Regions from separate parts of the Mus musculus genome. Here region 1 is linked to region 2. The links are chromatin contacts, called in public Hi-C maps. All regions are on one chromosome and are shown on one strand. The core of a region is the stretch at or near the end of the contact, and the rest is flanking DNA. Distances in the headings are between cores, read along the strand shown.

Region 1 (7,190 bases), core at 1,988-4,487, 100 kb after region 2:
ACTTCTGTGCTTAAGCAGAGCTCAGCTCTACATACTTTCCCTCCATGCCTCCTCCAAGGAACAGTATAATAGTTAAGCTCTGAGACTGGCTCTCCCCTCCCCCATGCAGCCTCTGTGTGGGACAAATCCCAGGCCTGGCTCTCCAACTTCCTTTCCTTGTTCCTCATTCGTAAGGAGCCCATTACAGTGCCAGGCACCGTATATGGCAATTGTTAGCATATCTATAATCTGTAACTTCCTTTGAAAATGTGATTAACGAATCACAAATGGTTTCCAAAGGTTTATGAACACAGTCTCAGAGCCACAGGTAGGCCTGCAGCTTTTGGTGCCTGTTTTACGAAAAAAAAAATGTACAGGAGAATTTAATAAGGAAAGATATTGTGTGCTATGAAATACTTTGAGGTGGAGTTTCAAATAAAGGCCAGATGTGGTGAGCACACAAACAAGCCAGTGGCTGGAACGATGGAACAAGAAGACACCCCTCTTTGGAACAAGTAAGAACTCCCCAAGGGCTGGCTTGAAGTGCAGTTTTTAATGGTCTGGATAGAACCATCTTCTGTGTTACCTGCAAACTGGCTTTGGAAGCACAATGAGATAGGTCAAGGTATGGCCATTCTGACTTAAAGAAAAATGACAATGGCTTTGCTTCTTCATTCTGTGGGTCTTTTTGGGAAAAGCCCAAGGGCACTACCCACACATATACTTGTGATCTTTGTGCAACAAATATGGTAGGGACCTAATTGATTAGGTGTTCATGCTGCTATAGGCTACCAAAACAAACAAGCAAATAAACAAAAACCAAAGGAAAGAAGGAAAGAAGGAAAGAAGGAAGGAAGGAAGGAAGGAAGGAAGGAAGGAAGGAAGGAAGGAAGGAAGGAAATGGGGAAGAAGACACCATACCAAGGACAGTATCTTCTAGGTGAGGGCATGGTCAACCCAGAGCCAGTCACCCAGAAGGATGTTTCTCTCACCAGGCAGGCACGACCTTCCCCTGCTAAAGACCTCTCTCTCTTCCCCTTTTCCCCCACTCCATCTTCTCCCCTGGCCCACAAGGCTAAAGAGACTGTTTCCAAAGGGACACAGGCATTTCTCTCCTATGGACAATCATCTATTCAGCCCACCTTCTGATGGGTTCCAAATGGGTCTCAGTTCCTGTGCCAGGCACAATGAGTCTTAGGAAGACCCAGAAGAACTGCTGCAGGGGGATCAGTGTCAACCTTCAAGTTCTTGGTCTCAGCTCACTATTCATGGCTCAGACTCCTTCAGAGTAGGCTGTTGGAGGGCAGCTAAAAGCTAGGGACTGGGAGCTAGACTTTGTCAAGTCTTCCTGCTTTATGAACTAAGGCAAGCTGTTCACACCTCTGAACCCCATTGCATCCCTCACTAGATGGAAGATACAGCCCTCAGTTCCCAGGGACACCTTGAAAAGCACTGAAAAAAAAATGTGGCTGAACCCAACCATAACATCATAGGCTCTAACAAATAGAGCCTAAAAAATGTCCCCCTCGGACAATGTTAGTGACCACTGATGCCAGGGTTGGTGTCTAAGGCAATGAGAGCAGTATCACACAGTGCCCACTCCCAGGATGCACTGCTTCTTAATGCATACACTGCTTAATGGGAAACATCAGGCTGCATCCATGGCCTTTTCTCAAGGCAGAAGAGAAGGACATGCAGACTTGTGGCAGAGTGACATCTCTTCCCCCTATACAACTACAGTTGGATCTCATCCTGCCAGTGGCGAACCAAGGTCTCGATAGTGACCAGTCTTTGGGAAGTGGATTCCCATGGCCCCTGTCAGCCCCAGCTCTCCTAGGAATCAGCAGCTGAGACTAAGCTGCATGTTGCCCTCTAAATGGCTTGAATCCCTTCTGTTTCTCTTAGTTTTTTCCAACCTTCCTGTATTAGTTGCTCCTTGTAGAAATTTTTGAATGAAACAGTACTGCAATTAAAAATACCACCCTCACCACCTCTACACAGGGGGCACTGCAGTCTTCTCCAGAGAACTTGAAAGCAATTATTTCTTTCACCTTCCGATGTTCATTACATCTCCCAATCAGGAATTCATAAAACAGGTGACCACATGTTCTGCTCTGCTCACATGACTGCCCACCCTGACCCTTGGCCCCATGCTATTCTAAATAGAAAATGTTTTGGGCTAGGAACTACCCTAAATACTGTCTGTGTCTTATCAAATTCTCCCAACTCCAGGAAGGGTGAATGATTTCAAGGATGGGAAAAATAGAGCCTGATCTCTTGGCGACATGGGTAGCGAGCAGTGGAACTGAGAAACAGATCAATTCTTCCTGGTGTCTGAGTTCCCTCCCTGGTGTGGTCCCCATCTCATTAGCTTGACCCTCAGTGCAGGTAACCATCTCTGTCAGGACAGAAAGTAAGTGCTCAGTTGTGGAGACAGAACCATCTGGAAGGCAAATCCTACTAGGCCCACATTTCTCTATGAGGAAGTGAAGGCTATGTAGGCCTCTAGCACACTGAGTGTCTTTTGCAACTGGCCCTAGTGTTCAGTGACAGTTCCAGATTAATAAGACTATACAGTGAGGGACTTCAAGGAATCAGGGTTGTACTTGGTTGGGCCCAGTTTACAGTGACTATTTAATTCACCATGATTCCTGTCAGGGCCTCAGACAAGTGTCTACAGGACTGGAAGATAGCACTTGAACTGGAATTTCCACCCAAATAATGCTGCCCCTGTGGTGTGTTACTCTACAGTAGCCTGGACTCCCCTCGCCCAACAATACACACACATGCCATGACACACGCATCATGCCCTGGCATAAATTCCCATGGCTCTGTATTGGAGATGAAATCCTCTAAGCCTTGGGAAGATGAGAAGCCCAGATCCAGGACCACAGGGGTGTGTCTCACAGCAGCAGGGAGTTGAGAGAGGGGCAGTGGGGCATGTCCAGACAGAGCCATTTCCTCTTCCTCAGAGGTGCCCTGTTCTCGTTAATTAATGTTTTTAACTGTCTCGAAGATGAAAAGTTCTACACACTTTCCAGTAGTTTGATTACAAAATTCTTTTGATGGCTATAAAACTAAAATGGCTTAGGTGTTTAAAAACAAAACAAAAATCACCCCCCCAAAAAAACCCCAACAACAATTAAAGAAACTGCTTTGAAATCCAAAATGACCTTTATCTCAATCACTGTCCTCCTAGAAGTCATGAGTCACACGCTGTGTGTGGGGAGGAGGTGGCCTGGCCCCACCGTGGTTTTGCAGGTCAAACGTGGCTTACTGTACCATGGCTGGATTAGACTTAATTCTCAAGAAGCCAGTCTGTCTGGTTATAGCAAGCTAGTCAGAGACATTAAAATGTGCTCAGTTGCTTAACAGGAAGGACATTTGGTGCCAGCCCAAAGGAAGACCAGGGATTGGGTGCTGGGAAGAGAGGGGCGGTGCCAGGCCTGGTGAAGGAGGTGAGATGTCAATGAAGACAGACAGCTGCTAGAAGAAAAGGCAGGACAGGGTGGCATTCAAGTTAAGGGGACAGCTAACTAGGGAACAATTTCTCTAAGTCAGGATATTACTTTGAGACAAATCCTGTGTAAAGTTAGATGTGAGAGGTCCTCCTAAATGAACTCAAGAATCTCTGAGAGTTGTACTGAGCTCCTGGGGGTGGGTCTGGCTTCTTCCAAATCCCAATTCATGAAGGTTTTCAGGCACCCCCCTGCCATTAGGAGGTACTGTCTAGGGTGAAGAGAACCCTTGTGATTTGGAAGCTAACCTGTGATATCTGGCTGCAGAAAAATAAAAAAAAGGAACTTTTTTTTTTTAAATTTAGCACTTACCCATGATTACTACATTAAGGGTATCAGAAGACCCTAGGGTATATTCAGCTGTCACACCATTTTAAAGAGGTCTAATTAGGCACGGCAAACTGATTCTAGAGTTGCCAGGGCAAAGAAGAAACATTTCCTTACCCACACAAATAAGATCTCAAGCTAATAGCATAGGCTCTGCAGATAACCTGGCCTTTCATAGGGGGCAGCAGCTAACCATATGATGGGGAGAGAGCTCCGGATGTGGCTACTTTCACCCAGGACTGTAAGTCAGAGCCTAGCCCCCTCTCAGTGCCCAGAGGTGTTTGATAAGTACACGAACGAGACAGATCTACAAATGAAGTATAGGTGAATGCTGTAAAGAAGGGACAAAGAGCTCCTCCCTTCCCAACCAAGCAACTAGTTGATGCTACGTAGTAGCAGTTCATGTCAATACGCCCCAGCTTCATCAAATATGCCTGTGTCTGTGCAATGTGAGATTGTTATCTAGGGAGATGTTTGGGATGACAGAATGGGAGCTTTGGTGTGGTTTTCTTTTCCTGGTAAAATTGCTAACAATATCTGTGAAGGATTCATACCTGTGACCACCTTTCCCTTCTAACTAGTCACTCTCCTTTCTTGGCACCTGGGCAGCCCTTGTTTCAAACCTTCCAGGGAGCTGAAGCCTAAATGAACATGTAGCACTTTGTCTGATGTATGCTCTCTCTGCTAGCCATGCTCTGACCTCCAACCTACGGAGGTTTCCATCCCATCCATCAGTACCCCTGCCAGTCTCACTGATGACCCAGCAAAATATTTAGCTTTTGTTTAGTGAGTTACTCTGTGTGTGTGTGTGTGTGTGTGTGTGTGTGTGTGTGTGTGTGTGTGTGTGTCAGTGCCAATTAGAGTGATGTATCTTTTAAAAAATGTTTTTGGATAGATACATGGTGGTCTGAGTAAACCCAAGAGATTTCTGATGTGATTTATGACTCATGGAAAAGCCAAGGTCCCCTGCAAGGTTGCCTGAGTTCTCATAGTCTTTCACTGCCAGTGACCATGGAAATGTGGGCAGAGCTTGGATGGGCCAGCAGGTCAGTGAAGCAAGCTACCACAGCTATGAATTCTTCTCACTTCTGAGTGCTTTGAAGTTGAGTCACATTAGGCAAGTCATCGGCTTATTGTCAACCACCAAGGAAGTGCTCCCCTGGAAGAGGATAGATAACTGCACCAAACCAGTCTCTGCCTGAATTCTTCATCTCTAACCCACTCCCTAGGTTCAGACTGAGGGATTCTACAACCAAAATCAGAGCTTATCAGTGCTTTGGCACAGAGTCATCATGCCCTATAGGATGACGACTAATACTCAGGCATATCTCAAAACTCCTGTCACTTGGCTTCTGCTAGTATTGCCATCTTTACCACTTCCTTCCTCTCTTTGTAGTCCCCCAGCTAGACAGAACTGGCTGCTTAAAAGGTCATCATACTTTTACCTTCTGGTCTGGCACCTCATTCCATCTGCTCCTCAAACCCTTGACTCTAACTCAGAGTCAAGTGGTAGACCACTGACCCCATGGACTCCACTGAGATGTACTCCTGTCTGAACTGTGTCTATTTGGGGTCCATTTAAAGTCTCCCCTCATCTGCAACCCTATAGGTAGAACAACATTATGAACTAACCAGTACCCCGGAGCTCTTGACTCTAGCTGCATATGTATCAAAAGATGGCCTAGTCGGCCATCACTGGAAAGAGAGGCCCATTGGACACGCAAAGTTTATATGCCCCAGAACAGGGGAACGCCAGGGCCAAAAAGGGGGAGTGGGCGGGTAGGGGAGTGGGGGTGGGTGGGTATGGGGGACTTTTGGTATAGCATTGGAAATGTAAATGAGCTAAATACCTAATAAAAAATGGGAAAAAAATAAAGTCTCCCCTCATTATCTCAGCCTTGCTTGGTGGCCCCATGGTATGATACAGGACTCTAGCTTACTTGTTTCCTACATTGGCTCTGAAGCATCTTGGAGAAGGGAGCCTTTTCTTATGTGTGGTGCTAAGAGTTGCCTGGCCAGGAGTAGGCTCTCCAGGAAACACAGGAGTGAACATGTCAAGGATGTATGCCCCATGCACCTGCATCACAGTGACTCCATGGCTGCCTTGCTATGGGGCCTCCAGAGAGTTTACTCCTCTATCCTTATAAGCCTTGTAGGAAGCTTCGTTTCTGTTCTCATTTTCTGTGGAGAGACCCGAGGCCAGAGGGTTAAGTAAACACACCTCAGGTCACACAGTTGACAGTGGCAGAGCTGACACTTCAGAGGTGTCAGATATGGCTCTGCTCTATGAAGAGAATGTGCTAAGGAAGATTCTTGTTCTAAACTGAGGTTGTTGCCCAGGGTCTAACTGAGATGTGTCACAGGAAGGGGACAATGGCATGAAGGAGATGGCTGAGTTTATGATGATGAAGTCTTTTAAGAAGTCCTGCCCTTACACACACACACACACACACACACACACACACACTTACACACACACACACACATACACAAACACACATACACATACACACACATACTTACACACACACACGTATGCAGTGCACACAAAATGATATTTTGGAATACACAAGAGTGAGCATGGACACACTGTAAGGGAAACCTAAACCATATTAATACTGAACCTGCTATAGAACTATGATTCACATAATGTTAAAAAAAAAAAAAAAAAACCTCTCTGTGCCTCCCCTAACTCTTCTTGGAGTACATCTGGAAACCTGGAGGTTCATTGAGAATCATGCCACTTCACTGGTTTTCAGGACACATGGTACTCCGAAAACCCTCATATCTGGGAAGTGGTAATACCACTTAAAAATGCCTCAGTTAACACTTACAAATAGTTCAAATGGACCCATTGGCCTAATTTGACTCCTTTTTATCTGTTTCTATTTCCTGTTCCTGGAGGCTGAAGCTCCATTCATTTGGACAGTGGTCTCTGCTTCCAACTATGTGTCAAGCCAGGTCCCAATTCAAGAGAAAATGGCCCAAGAATACTTTAGCAGAGTGGTATTAGGATTTTTGGTACATTTCAGAATGTGTGTACGTGTGTGTATGTGTGTGTGCCTATGTGTGTGCTTCTCTGTGTATGTATATCTGTATGTTTGTGTTTGTGCTTGGGCATGTATGTGTGCATGCATGTGTGTGTATCTGTGTGTGAATATGTGTCTCTGTGTGCCTGTGTGTGTGTGTCTATGTGTTCATCTGTGTGTGTGTCTGTGAATATAGTTTCTTCTAGTTGATGGCTTAGCTTTGTCTCTTGTGGAACATAGCTCTAGCCTAACCTGGTATGAACTATATACCTTGACCATGTAGACTTTAGTTTTGTTGTCTTTAGGACTATGCTACAATTTGGATATGAAATGTTCC
Region 2 (6,498 bases), core at 973-3,472:
CAAAACTTAATAGTCAAAAGCAGAATAGATGAAAATTTAAAGGACAGACTGGGCATGAGCATCAGATCAATTTTTAAAAAGAAGATCAATTTAAGGCTTACTTTTCAAAGTATGTGACCCTTTAGGACACAGGGTTCCTAAAGACCATGGTACTAATGAGGACTTTGCAGCATACATTTATTGTTCCCTAGTGTATGAGCCATTGCCACCTAGGGCTTCAGGCCCAGGGAGCAACCACTTTTGGGGAGGAACAGTTTGGTGCATGTTCGGTTTAGGGCCAACAGTAGTAAATGTGTGCCTTTTCTAGGAGACGTTGTAGAATTTTTCATTTTCCCCCCATACATTCTTCCCCGTGACTCTAGAAATTTCTACACCCACTGCTGTGTGGTTGGAGAAGCAGAGGAAAAGAAAGGCTTGGAAAATTGTCCAAGATTACAGTGCTACCTAATTTCAGAGTCACAGAATCTCAACAGTCTAACTTAATGGCTCGTGTCTTTAAATACCACCATATGCTACCTTCCCCATCATTCAAAGTGCAAACACTAGCTATTTCCAAGCTTAGAAGGAGATGTGCCTTCATCTGTCTTTATACAGGGATACACCTACATGGTATGAGTTGTAGGAAAATAAAAATACCACCTCTTGCTTATGTAAAACTGTTTAAATAGTCATGCACATGTATAGTCAACCACTCATTCATCTAACCAAGTTTCCTAATGACCATCCATCCTTCCAGCCAGCTATCCAGCCAGGCAGTCTCTGGATCTGGGATTTGCAGCAATACCCACTGTAGTCTAGGACACACCTTTTGGTGCCATCTGAGCACTCCAGAGAGGCAAGAGGATGGAGTTTGAACCCAACAGCTCTTACTAACATGCTGGCATGCCTTAAAGCCAGGAGGGAAATCTGAGCCCCCCTGGTTAGCCTATAAAAGTTATCCCCAAGCTTCCTAAAAAGGATGCTGAACATTCTTCAGGGAAAATTGTTTTTGATCTGGTGATCAGAAAAAGTTGGGCTTCTGCTGAAAAGATGATGGATTGGCTTTTGCTCTGCAGATATGGTGACTCATAGTACGATAGCAGTAGGATAACAATTTTTCTTTTAAGCTGGCAGCTAGACCACTGAGAACCAAATAAAATTTTTTTTTCTAACTCTATCCTGGACTCCCTTTTATATAAACATTCTTGTTTTCCATTTGTCTACTTTTAAAAAACTCTACTCTTGCCCTATGCTTTCTGGGTTGAAATTATGTTTGGAAAATGTTCCTGAAATCCTTGTAACCAGAAGGATTATAAATATCTGATTATAAAGTTAAACCATGGGATAGAGAGGTACCATGCTGGCTATGACCAAAGGTACATCCAATGGAAGGGCTTAAGAGGGTAACACATTAGTTTCTTCTATTGCTGACCTGAATGATTCAAATCCCTCACTATAGAGGAGGGAGGGGGAAGGGGAAATGATAGAGGCATCTTAGGTAGAAATAGCTATGCTAGAATGAAAAACTGTGACTTTCAGAGCTCTTCCCTCCAGATTTGCAGTTTACTAATTCCATGAGATGAATCAAACCACTCTTTCATTTCAATCTCCTCTTTGATTTTCTTTTCTTTCTTCTACTTCTTACACACATACACACACACACACACACACACACACACACACACACACACACACACACACACACGTCTTGCTATATATCCTGGCTGGCTGGGAACTCTCTATGTAGCCCAGCCTGGCCTTGATTTTAGGATCCCCTCCTGCCGCCACCTCTTGGCTGAGTTCTGGGATTACAGCTTTACACCACACTGGTCCACTTAGCCTTTTGTTTTCTTATAAACAGAGGCAATACTTCCTACCTATTTAACCTGTTGTTCTGATGGTGGGAAGAAGATGAAGCACGGCCACAAAGCTTTGAGAAATGTAATATGATCTTTAAATATGAGTAATGTCTCTTACATCTTATAAATAAGACACTAACGTTCTATTGCCTCAGTCTAGGAAACAGCTAAAGCATATTTCTCTGGCTCTCCGAACCAAACTATGCGATTAGGGGTGGGGAACAATGTCCTCTCTGTCTGTCTGTCTGTCTATTTGTCTGTCTGTGTCTCTCTCCTCCCCCCTCTGGAGGGTGGCCCAGAATAATAATGTGTCAGGCCTGGCTCTATACACAGTAGCATTTCTCTGTCTAACTGCGCTGTCTAACACTTCCTTTGGCCAGAAACTGGACCAGGAAGGTGCCTTACCTCGTCATCGCAGCTTATGGAGCATTTGCCATCCAGGGAGGCACACTGTTGTGGGAAGGAAGCAAGGGGAGTCATGTTACTGGGTCATTCATCCCAGCATGTGCTGCAGCTGCTGCTTAGCTAAGGAGGTCATGGCCTGTGATGCAAGTACCAGGTTTCATCCAAAGGGGACGCTTCAAGATGAGGCTTGGCCATGTTCTCTAGAGTCTACATGAACTCAGAATCTCATACTATAAAAGACACAATGTAGGGAGTTCTGGCTCCTTCCCATCCCTCTTAATTTATGTTGTCATTCAACGCTGATGGTATCTCTTAAAGATCTCAGATCTTCTGGTAACAAAAGATATAATTATGTCATTATTTAATTTAAAACTATTTCTCAATGACTTTAAAAGGAAACCCTTGTTTATGTTCTTAGATTATAGTTTCCTATGTATCATAATTTAAGAAATGATAAGCTCCTTATGCATCCACCCTTGAATGCATCTCTAGGTTGGTGCCATATTATGATGAGTGCACACTAAACATGCAAGTGCTGGTTTGCCTATTGTGTGCTGATCTCACTTTTGCTAGAAGTATACTTCTAATGTTTAGAACTAGGCAGGTGGAAGAAATAACTCCATGTCTACTGCTTCTGTTGAACACTAGATGGATGTCCCTGACAAGTCTTAGTTCATAGACCATAGCAATGGAGAGGCTTTCCCCTGGATTTCCCAAGTGCAATAGCCCCTTGATGTTCTTTGGCCAGAAAGGTAGATACATGTCTTGACCAAGCAGGTCATAGGATGGCCTTCTACAATTAAATAAGGAGAAGCATAAATAACTATCTGGACATCACAATATGATCATCAGTAAGTCACTGTGAAATAACAGAAGGCCCTGATATTAAGGGAAAAACTCCTTTTGTAAAGTCACTCTGTTGATCCCATAATTTAAGTAGTTCCTAGGAGCAAATCCCCTGCTTTGCCCAGCATGTGGTATCAAACATGCTGACAGCCTGTGTTTTACAGTGAAATGAAAGGTAATCCAAGGAGCTGGCAATTCATTTTACAAACATTCATCAGAAATCTGGCACTGTTTGCCCCAGCTACCCATATGGGGACACCTGTATAATAACAGTGGTGCTAATACCTCGAGATACCGGCTAGAGCTTACCTGTCTGCTGGCAGTCCAGAACTTCCTTTGGAAGAATTCAAGTTTCATCTGAATGCCTACAGCTGGGACAGATTACAAATAAAAGAAAGCATCAGAGAACCCTTTCAGATTTCAGGTTGTCATTGGAACTTATCCATCATGGCAAGATTGCTGACACAGGCATACCAGAAAAAAAATATATTAACACTGACCCATACACCCATGATTTTCCAGAGTTCCAGCTCTGAACTTTCTTCTTTTGGATAAGGAAATCTCAAGGGTCCTTGCACTTAGATCTCTATCACAAACTAAAGTCAGTGTAGATGTTCTTTGTAGTGGCATTACTTCAGTGTGCATCTCTAAATGTTATACATTTGTAGCACCAACACAAGCTGACATTTGTCATAAAACTATCTAGAAGCTAAATAAATATCTCTTCCATTCTTCTTTTTTTTTTTTTTTTGAGCTATTACTTTTAAAACTCAATATATCCTGCATGGTGTTTGTTTGTTTGTCTGTTTGTTTGGAGATACAACATCTGAAAGGCAGCAGCAGTTCTGAGTTTGCAAGAGTCACTTCACTCTGATGGGACTGGCTGCACTGGCCCCTAGTGTCCAGATCCCAAGCCTCTTCTCTCCCTGGGAGAAGAAGAGAACACACAGCTCTGTGTGTCTGTGGAAATCTTCCTAATCCAACAGTAAAGGCTGGCCGCATTGACAGATATTGATGGAAACTCTAGGAAGTGGCATTTGGTGGGACCTTCCAATTAAAGCACAAGCAGGCTCATCACATTTTCCCCCAGGGAAGTTACATCAACATATCGCAAAGCAAAATGGTCAAGAGCCCAAAAATCATCAGATGCTGTTCATACTTTACAGGAGTTCAGAGAACGATAGGGCTGGGCAGATGGGGGCAGAAGGAGATGTACCCTAGTAGAATTTTACACACTGGTCTGGTGTATAAGGCCTTTCCAGGACTGGCCTGTCTGCACATTGCCTGTATGCTATTTATCTTTCCTTCAACACTGATGGTAACTTCAAACTAAATAATAATAAAACCAAGAAGCTTAAAAAAAAATCCTGGATGATAGTATAGCTAGAATTACAGGGAAAGAGGAAAACTCTAAGTAAATTGCTGGTCATGGTTGGTCCCCAACAGAATGGAATCTCCTGGGGGACATGGAGAAGAGAAGCACTCATGAAGGACATCTTCCTCTCTCTGCCAAGTTCGTGTAGCTCAGACTTTCCAGAGGTGCAGGAGGAGAAGGAGTTTTCATAAAGGCAATTTTTTTCCTTTTATAAAGTGTTTCTGCTCTGGAGTCTTTAATGTGTTAGCTCTACAGACCTACAATGTACCCTTTCCATACTTGGTCAGACTATGAGATGAGTTGCTCATTTCTGCCTTGAAGCAAAGGTCATTGAAAACCTGAAGAAAACTGCTCATGGAGTCTGGGGAACATTTGTAGCATTTCAAATAAAACCTGTCTTTCAAAATGAATATCGGATCAAACCAGGGTGCATACTACAGTGCAGGTGGGATTCACTCGGGTGTGCAGGGAGCTGAGGGCTGTATCTTGCACTTCAGAAAGGCTTGGGAGGAGTACTATGGTTTTACCAAAGTCAGGCAGCAGCTAACAGCAACTGGTTTCAGAAAAGAAGACCCCAGAGTTGCCATTACAGCGGGCAACTGGTATCTAGGAGGATCAAGAAGAGTTTCTGTCTTCTACTTCATGGTTCCCTGCTGCCTTTTCTGGCAGTGATTTTAATGCCATCTGTTTAGGCCAAGGCCAAGGTCAGAGGAAGCTGCAAGGACCTATAGGATGAAAACACAAGAGTTCCTGAAATAGTCATTCCACAGCAAATCCCCATGGTGTCTCTTCTTCCAACAGTTCAGAGTTGTCCTATCTACCTGATAGCTCTTGTGTTTCCCTAACAGTTTCCTGTACCCTTTCTGAGCACCCTCCCATCCCCTGGCAGGGCCCCCATTCACCTCTCTAGTGAATCTAGCTGTTCCCTGCAGGGTGTTTATCCATCCCACATACTTGGAGTCTGCTATCATCTCCCTCTATTGGTCCTGTACCCCAGCTCCTTGAGGCAATTTAATCTTTCCTCATGAGTCAGTTCCTCTGTCCCATTAATCATACAGGCAGGCCGACTTTCTCTGATCTTCCTCCAACAAGCTGCATCCTTGCCCTAGGCCTGATGCCCTAACCAAGACACTGCTTTCCTGGCCCTTTCTCCTCTGGGCCATTCGGCTGCTGTCCAGTGCTCCTAGTATCCTGATGGTAACTTGTCTGCCCAGATCCATCTTGCTGTGTTACTGTTGGCTGCTCCCCTGCCTCCTCCAATAGCATGGCCCTGGCTTTGGTTCATATCTCAGATTTAGACTTTCAGGGTTTTCACCTAGAGTTTCAGATACTTCTCTGTGATTCAGAGATTCACAGTCACATTGGTAGGTTGAGCTAATGACCATTTGTTTTCTGGCCTTCACTGTGCTCAGTGCTAGGTTGGGTGCTAATTGAAATGTGATCATGTACCCTGTAAGAATCCGGCTGAGAAATATCTACATGGTAAGAGCTACACTACAGGCAGAATACAAAGAGTCGGCCAAGGACTTTGTGTATGCGATGGCACAGAGATCTAACTCAAAGCCAGATAGGAATCAAGAGGAAACAAGGATTCAAAAGGAAGAAACTGCATGGGGCCTTTAAGACCACAGAGCTTTGAGCATTGAGAAGAGTGGGTACAGGCAGCAACCTGGGTGAGCAGGCGCAGGGTCAAATGATAAGAGGCCTTAAGTGTTACTCCAAGGCATATGAAGGCTTTCTCATAGGCTGGGGCTTAGCTCAGGGCCAAATCCAGCTTCATTTTGTAAATAAAGTTTTATTGGAACAGTCATTTGTTTACATACTGTCTGGGTCTATATTGCCAAAGTTGAGGAATTACAACAGAGGCAGAATGGCCCACAAAGCCTAAGCATCTACTTTCTGTCCCTTTACAGTGAAACACTGCTGACATTTGCTGTAGGTTCTACTAGAGATCTTTACAGAAGCAGCAGGACCAGCTTTGTAGTTTTGAACACCCACTCCCAGCTTGTAGTACAAATGCTAGGCCAAGGGCCC

What was found. A called contact is a pair of places that touch in the nucleus more often than the background predicts.
Region 1: a contact with region 2 is called in a Hi-C map of tail fibroblasts, with 3 times the contacts expected there. The contact joins two enhancer-like sites. A contact is called at or near these places in 11 of 484 Hi-C or Micro-C datasets (adipose-derived mesenchymal stem cells, embryonic fibroblasts, nephron progenitors and 4 more), 2 of 115 datasets of contacts at active chromatin or transcription factors (a colorectal cancer cell line and embryonic stem cells) and 1 of 9 other capture datasets (embryonic tail).

The regions. Positions count from the first base shown.
Region 1 is chr14:29,077,519-29,084,708 of GRCm38.p6, forward strand. All of the region lies in intron 17 of Cacna2d3 (calcium channel, voltage-dependent, alpha2/delta subunit 3), which reads right to left. Among named protein-coding and RNA genes, the nearest start is that of Lrtm1, 63 kb to the left of the region's middle. Within about 2 kb of position 3,238, at least 19 of the 459 cell types and tissues checked have an H3K27ac peak or open chromatin away from gene starts, as enhancers often do. A contact at or near this core is called in tail fibroblasts, where this site is marked.
Region 2 is chr14:28,978,914-28,985,411 of GRCm38.p6, forward strand. Cacna2d3 (calcium channel, voltage-dependent, alpha2/delta subunit 3) reads right to left here. Exons shown (of 38, transcript NM_009785.1): 28 at 3,399-3,460; 29 at 2,244-2,288. Among named protein-coding and RNA genes, the nearest start is that of Lrtm1, 36 kb to the right of the region's middle. Within about 2 kb of position 2,223, at least 8 of the 459 cell types and tissues checked have an H3K27ac peak or open chromatin away from gene starts, as enhancers often do. A contact at or near this core is called in tail fibroblasts, where this site is marked.